Regions from separate parts of the Zea mays genome. Here region 1 is linked to region 2. The links are chromatin contacts, called in public HiChIP or PLAC-seq maps. All regions are on one chromosome and are shown on one strand. Each heading gives the region's core, a stretch centred on a gene start, on an enhancer-like site or on the middle of the called end of the contact. The rest is flanking DNA. Distances are from core to core; before and after follow the strand shown. Region 1 holds the start of LOC100216886. Region 2 holds the start of LOC100273925.

What was found. HiChIP or PLAC-seq counts read pairs in DNA pulled down with a chosen protein or histone mark.
Region 1: a contact with region 2 is called in an H3K4me3 HiChIP or PLAC-seq map of leaf, with 3 times the contacts expected there. The contact joins the promoter of LOC100216886 here to the promoter of LOC100273925 in region 2. A contact is called at or near these places in 3 of 25 Hi-C or Micro-C datasets (ear, leaf and tassel) and 1 of 3 datasets of contacts at active chromatin or transcription factors (leaf).

Annotation. Positions count from the first base shown.
Region 1 is chr3:8,565,422-8,568,824 of Zm-B73-REFERENCE-NAM-5.0, reverse strand. LOC100216886 reads left to right here and starts at 1,391. Exons shown (of 1, transcript NM_001367566.1): 1 at 1,391-3,120. The coding sequence starts at 1,707. The coding sequence ends at 3,071.
Region 2 is chr3:8,300,140-8,303,671 of Zm-B73-REFERENCE-NAM-5.0, reverse strand. LOC100273925 reads right to left here and starts at 1,347. Exons shown (of 6, transcript NM_001148317.1): 1 at 939-1,347. It overlaps LOC103649655, which reads left to right and starts at 1,662. Exons shown (of 6, transcript XR_563635.3): 1 at 1,662-1,825; 2 at 2,286-2,368; 3 at 2,453-2,533; 4 at 2,619-2,757; 5 at 2,825-3,099; 6 at 3,194-3,482.

The sequences.
Region 1 (3,403 bases), core at 142-2,641, 270 kb before region 2:
TCTATGCAGAAAGACTATATGAATACATGCCACATGAAGTCTTGGTTGAGCCAGACCTTCCCAAAATAGATCACACCTTCCCAAGTTGAAGAGCTAGTAAGCCTTGGTTGAGCCAACCGTGAGTAGAGATGGGAACGTGTTGGGTTTGGATCGGTTGGAACAAAAACCAGCTCGTGATCGCACCATAAAGTCTACCTAAATCCACCGGCAGGTGCAATTCCAAACCCGCACCAAACTCATCGGGTTTCAGGTGCGCTTTTAAACAATAATTCAGCTATAAACAATTAAGTACCAACAAAAATGTAGTTCTCACGTTGAGCAACAACAAAACATTTCATAAATCATTAGTCAAATTTTTACGCAAAATAAAGAATAAAGCAAATCTAAAGTCAGGTACGGATAACTCGCGGGTTAAAATAGAAACCCGCACTTACACCTGTGAAACTTTAGGTCGGATGCGAGTTACACCCGTAGATCAATATCTTCACCTATATCCTCACCCGTCGGATCGAGTAACCGTCGAGTTTCAGGGTTACGGGTTAAATTATTATCACTAACGGTGAGGTTTAGCCCACCATAGAAAAATAATCTATTCTTCATTCTATTCAGTTTTAACTAAAAATGATTTAATACCTTTAACTCATTTCGATCCCTGTGCAAGATTGAGAGAAAAAATAAACTAATTTTTTTCTTTCTAATCTCCAACGAAACTAGCACTAAACGAAGCATCCAACCCCTTGTGGCCATGTCCGCGAGCGCGCCTAGAGATGACAATGGATAAAAACCCGCTGGGTATTACTTGTTCAAATCCATATCCGCGAAGAAAAATAAGCCCGCTAAAAAACTCATACCTATGACGGATATAAAATTTTGACCAAACCCATACCCATCGGGTTTCGGGTACCAAACGGGTTTCCCATACCCACTAATGTCAACATAAAAAATAATTCATCATGTAAATGACAATCAATACATTAATAAACTAGCATAAAAGGAACAAATGATAACTAATTTTAGACTAAAATTTGTTACATAAAGTTTATTTTAATTAGAACATATTCAATTAATAATATTATAAGACATATTTATAAGGAATGTTGATTTTAAGGCGGGTTTTAAAAACACATGGGTTTGCGGATATGAGTAATGGAAGAATAAATCCATGCCCACGTACGCGTTGGATTTTTATTTGAACCCATTAACAAACTTATGAATACAGAAATTGACTCAAACTTATACTCTAATAGAGAAAATCTCACCAGATTTCGGGTAGCGGGTACCCCTTGCCATCTCTAAGCGGGACGAACGAACCCCGAATCATTATTCAGTACCCACCCCGATACCCGATGGCGCTCGCCACGCTGCTGGCGCACCTCACGGCGGGCCGCTTCGGCCGCGTGCTGGCGCTTACGAGCGGCGGCGCGCCAACTGCGTCCGCCGCGCACCGCGTTCTCCACCTCCTCCTCCGCACCTCCCCGCCGCCCCCGCTCCCGCGCCTCGTCGCCATCGCGCGCTGGTCTCGCGCCCACTTCCGCGCGCCGCTCCCGCTCCGGCTCCACGCGCTCCTCCTGGCCCGTCTCGCCTCCGACGGCAGCCTCCACTCTCTCCTCCGCTCCGAGCTCCACGTCCTCGCCGCGGGGCGCCTCCACTCGCCCGCGTCCATCCTCCGCGCCCTCCCCGCTTCGTCCGGCCCGCTCGTCGCCGACATGCTCGTCCTCGCGCTCGCCCGGGCCTCCCAGCCGCTGGCCGCGTACGAGGCATTCCTCCTCGCCGGCGCCGACTGCCCGCGCTACCGCCCTTCGGCCTTCTCCGTGAACGCCCTGCTCGCCGCCCTCGTCCGCGCCGACCGGGTCGACCTCGCCGACCGGGCGTTCAGGGCGGCGCTGCGGCGGCGCGTGTCGCCGGACTTGTTCACCTTTAACATCGTCATCTCCGGGTTCTGCAAGACTGGGCAGCTCCGCAAGGCCGGTGACGTCGCCAAGAACATCAGTGCGTGGGGGGTGGCGCCCTCGGTCGCCACCTACAACACCCTCATCGACGGTTACTGCAAACGCGGACAAGTTGGAAAAATGTACCATGTCGATGCGCTGTTGAAAGAGATGATCCAAGCTGGAATTTCTCCTGACGTGGTCACATTCAATGTGCTGATTAATGGGTATTGTAAGGAGCCCAACATTACAGCTGCAATCAAGGTCTTCCAGGAGATGAGACAGCAGGGGATTCCTGCGAATGTGGTGACATACAATTCACTTGTTTCAGGGCTCTGCAGAGAGGGGAAGGTGGAGGACAGCATCAAGCTGGTGGAAGAGATGGAGGAGCTGGGGTTGGCATGCATATTGTCTACCATGAACAGTGTGCTGAACGGGTTTTGCAAGAAAGGCATGATGGTGGAAGCTGAGGGTTGGGTTGATGGCATTGCACAGAGGGGCATGAAACCCAATGTGATTACTTACAATACCTTGGTCGATGGATACCGGCGGCTTGGAAAAATGAAGGAGGCAGCGGCAGCCAAGGACGCTATGGCAGGGAAGGGGATTAGTCCAAATGTTAAAACTTATAATTGCTTGATAACAGGGTTTACCACTAGTAGGGATTGGAGAAGTGTTTCAGGGCTTCTCGATGAGATGAAGGAGAAAGGTGTGAAAGCAGATGTTGTCACTTATAATGTGCTCATTGGTGCGCTGTGTTGCAAGGGTGAGGTCCGGAAAGCAGTAAAGCTCTTGGATGAGATGGTGGAGGTTGGTTTGGAGCCAAAACATGTGGCGTACAATACCATTATAAATGGGTTCTGTGAGAAGGGGGACGCTCAGGGTGCCCATGAAATCAGGCTTAGGATGGAGAAACGTAAGAAGCGGGCAAATGTGGTCACATACAATGTGTTTCTCAAGTACTTCTGCAAGATGGGGAAGATGGACGAGGCTAATGTGGTACTGAATGAGATGTTAGAGAAAGGTCTAGTTCCAAATAGGATCACTTATGAAATAATAAACTCAGGCATGATAGAAAAAGGTTATGTGCCTGATATAAGTGGATATGCTGCAGATGTTTCTAAAAACTTGACATCTTCCTGAAAGATTTGTTCTTGTAATGTGCCAATATAGCTTGTTAGAACTTGCTGTGATGTAGGCTTGAATCCTTATTTCTGATAGGACATGTTTTGTCTTGTCTTGTTGGGTGTGGACTGTGGAATTGTGATTACTTGTTGAGATTAGGAATTTTGATCCTTACTTTTTGCGGTCATGTTTTGCCTTGTCTAGTTTTGGGTGTGGGGTTATAATTACTCGTTAAGAACTTGAGTTAGAAATCATTATTCTTATTTCTTCTACGTCAGTTTTTGCCTTGTCTAGGTTTGTATGTGGTCCTTTGGTTCATCTTGGGTGTATTGCGGGAATGAACCTGTTCG
Region 2 (3,532 bases), core at 98-2,597:
GCATATTCTTAACTTCAAATCTAAGGCCAGAAAACCAACTAATCATACAAATGCAGTTTTTAATCAACAAGGAAACACATGAATGAATGGAAACACATGAAACACATAATTGGTGAGCAGCCCATTTCATACAAATGCAGTTTTTAATCAACGAGGAAACACATGAATGAATGGAAACACATGAAACGCATAACTGGTGAGCAGCCCATTTCAAACGAACACATGAGCAATATTTAAATACCTAAGCAGCTTTTCTATTTCTATATCTACTCCAGAGTATACCACATTGGTTAAGAATTCAACTTCAAGTAAAACCAGTCATAGAGTAGAGTTCTATGTCAGGACAGTAAATAAATGAGTACCCTACTTCAAACAATATGAGCTAGTGTTTAACACTTGCACAGCTTTTTAATAAATATGGTCCAAATTTTTTCACATTGTCAATATCAGGTAGCACTTTGTGCAAAGTTAACAACTCATGTTACATATCAGAATTCTTGCATAGCATGTTACATAGCAGAGCTGTCCTTTACATATCAACTCGTGTTACATATCAGAACTGCAAGAATCAACTCATGTTACATAGCAGAGCTGTCCAAATTTTTTCACGTTTTCACGAAAGCTACATATAAAGCGGCACTGCAAGAATCAACTCATGTTACATATCATCTGGAACTGAAGCTACTGATGATGATGCTGTTCATGAGTGCAAAACATCCAAAACCAGAATAATACAGAATTTTCTTGCTCTTTCATACCATAAGCTACGACACTCAGCTCTTTCATGAATAGTTAACTCATTAGTAAAGAGTTTATAGCGCCTAAACAACATCAGGTAGCACTTTGTGCAAAATTTACAGCGCCTAAACAACATCAAGAAAAGTAATCACATGGATAGAGTCATCGGGAGAGGCGGTAGGAGTTGGATCGGGACTTACAGTCCAGGTGGGTGCTTGGCCGGAGTTAATGTTGTGCCACGCTAACGGATCAATGGTGCGGCAGCAGGGCGACGACGGAGCGGCGGCGGCGAAGGAGGAGGAGGAGAAGGTGCGGCTGGGGTCGAGCCCGCCGAGCTGCCGCGGCTTGTGCTACGCGTGCAGCCCGTGCACGGCCGTGCAGATGCCCACGATGTCGTCGTCGTCGGTGCCGCTCGTGGCGGCGCTCTCCAACTACAAGCCGGTCGGGTGGAAGTGCCGTATGGCGGCAGGTGGGAGAGGTCGAGGGGGGCGATCACGATGGGAGGGGGAGGGGAGGAAGAGGCGGAGAGGCGGCGGGTGAGGGGCGGAGGCGGCGGCTGGGTGAGGGGCGGAGGCGGCGGCTGGGCGAGGAGCCATTAGCAATTTTGCCATTATCCGCGACGCCGCGATGGGCGAGGGTTTCCTGCCCGACCTCACGCGAATCGGGCCCGGGAAATGGGCAGCCAAATGCAAATTTTCCCCCCGGGGGAGATTTGAGCCCGTGGATTCGTGACCAGGGGGTTGGGTCGGGATCCCGGAGGGAAACCAGGCTGCCAAACGAGCCCTAAAGATTTGCCACTCTAACAAAGAGTCATTAACCAATTGCCACTCTTACAAATAGTATTAAATATTTACCACTCTTATCGTTAACCTCTTAAATAATTGTCATTTAATCCCATTTAACCATCCTAATTGAATCTCACCGTAAGAATAGGATCACTAGATCCAAACAAATCGAAAGTTAGTTCAGTGACTGGAGCCATCCGTCTCCGCCCAGCGCTGCGCCCGCCGGAGACAAGGCGTCCACTTCCGTTCGCACCCCCCACCCCCAGGCGGCACCCAGCTCCTCCCGCACCCGCCCCACTCAGGTGATTCATTGCGTCCTCGTGCTTTCCCATCTTCTCCTGTGCTTGGATTGGATCTGTCTGGGAAGATTCAGCTCCTGGATTCTTTCATCTGTTCTTGGTTGTAGCCTCGTTGTTCTTATGGATGTTGCAGGCAGAAGAAGAGATTTTTGTTCTGTTGTGCAAATGCGTTTTGGTCTGCCTACTGTTAATGTTTCAATGTTGATCGTAAGAGGAAACCTTGCAAATAATCATCGATCCATGACAGATGATGCATGAGCCTCTTCATGTCTTAGGTCAGCCTGATGCATAGGATACTTTGGCAAGGACGCATCATTTCGTTTTGGTTTATTAGCTTATCACAAAGAGATGCATCTGTTTTTGTTTCACGGTCAAGCTGCATATCATATTTGGACTATGATATTTCAACATATAGAGTACTTGGGCATAGTTTAATGCGATTATTGTTGATTATGTTTTGTAGTGCCACAGATGGCAGATGGCAATGAGAAGGACTTTGATGAAGAATTCTCTGGTTCTGCAAATGTCACCACTAGCAACGTGCAGGTTTCTATCACTGAATTCAACGTTGCTTTGGTTCTATGATGAATTGATTCATATGTATTTTATCATATTGTGTGGTGCATATAGGATATCTCATTGGAGGGTGTCACTTCTAGCAAATGGGGCAAATTGCCTGATGATATTTTTTTTTGAACATCTCCCACCTGGGTGAGTTGTTAAAATATGTGAGTGTGATTGTCAATTAGTCTTATTAACAATGCTGAACTGACTGTGAGTGTGATTGTCAATGCAGGCTTGATAAGATGTGATTGTCAATGCAGGCTTGATAAGGGAAAAGTAAAAGCTACAAGACAGTCAAAGTGTGGTGTATGTGGTGAGTATGGCCACAGAACAGGAAGTGCAAAGTGTCGATACACAGGCGCGAAGACAAGGTACTCAACAATTCTTCTTAATCTATTTTAAATGACATACATGTTAGTGAATTTTGAACTTTTGTAGGAAGAGGTGCAGGAAAGTAAATGCAAAGGTTGGAGCAAAACCTAAAATCTATGTTGATGACGATGATCAACGCGGGGAGTCTTCTGTACCAAAACGACGTAGATGACCTATTTTTGTAGAGCAAGTTGAAAATGCAAGCACGACACCAGATGACTTGCAACTACATGAGGGAACTAATGAGTCCCAAGAATGGGCTCAATTTGCTTCATCTTCTGGAAAGAAGCTAACACCTAGGAGGAAACCGATTGTCCAAGTTGAACATGATACTAAGTCAGGTGTGGTGTTGATATCACCTTTTTTTTGTTCATGTTAATAAGTTCATGTTGATGCAACAACACTTTTGTTCTTGTCTTGTTGATGTTTGGGCAGGTGAAAGACGACCGTCGGATGGTGATACCTTTGAGGAGTTACATGCAAGAACTGCAAGTGGTGGACAAAATTGTTAATGATTCTGAAGGGATGCATCTTGTTTACATATTTGTGTTGTCAATATTTGGATTGTTTCATTTATTTGGTGATATTTGTAATTACAGTTCTTTCAGTGCTGTAAGGATGCTTTTGAAATAAATTGAGTTCTCATTGAAGTTACTGTAAGGATGATTTGCGAAATAAATTGAGTTATCATTGAAGTTAATGTAAGGATACTTTTTGAAATAAATTGAGTTGTCATTATAATATTGTCTGGTTGTCATTTGAATATGTAAGTGA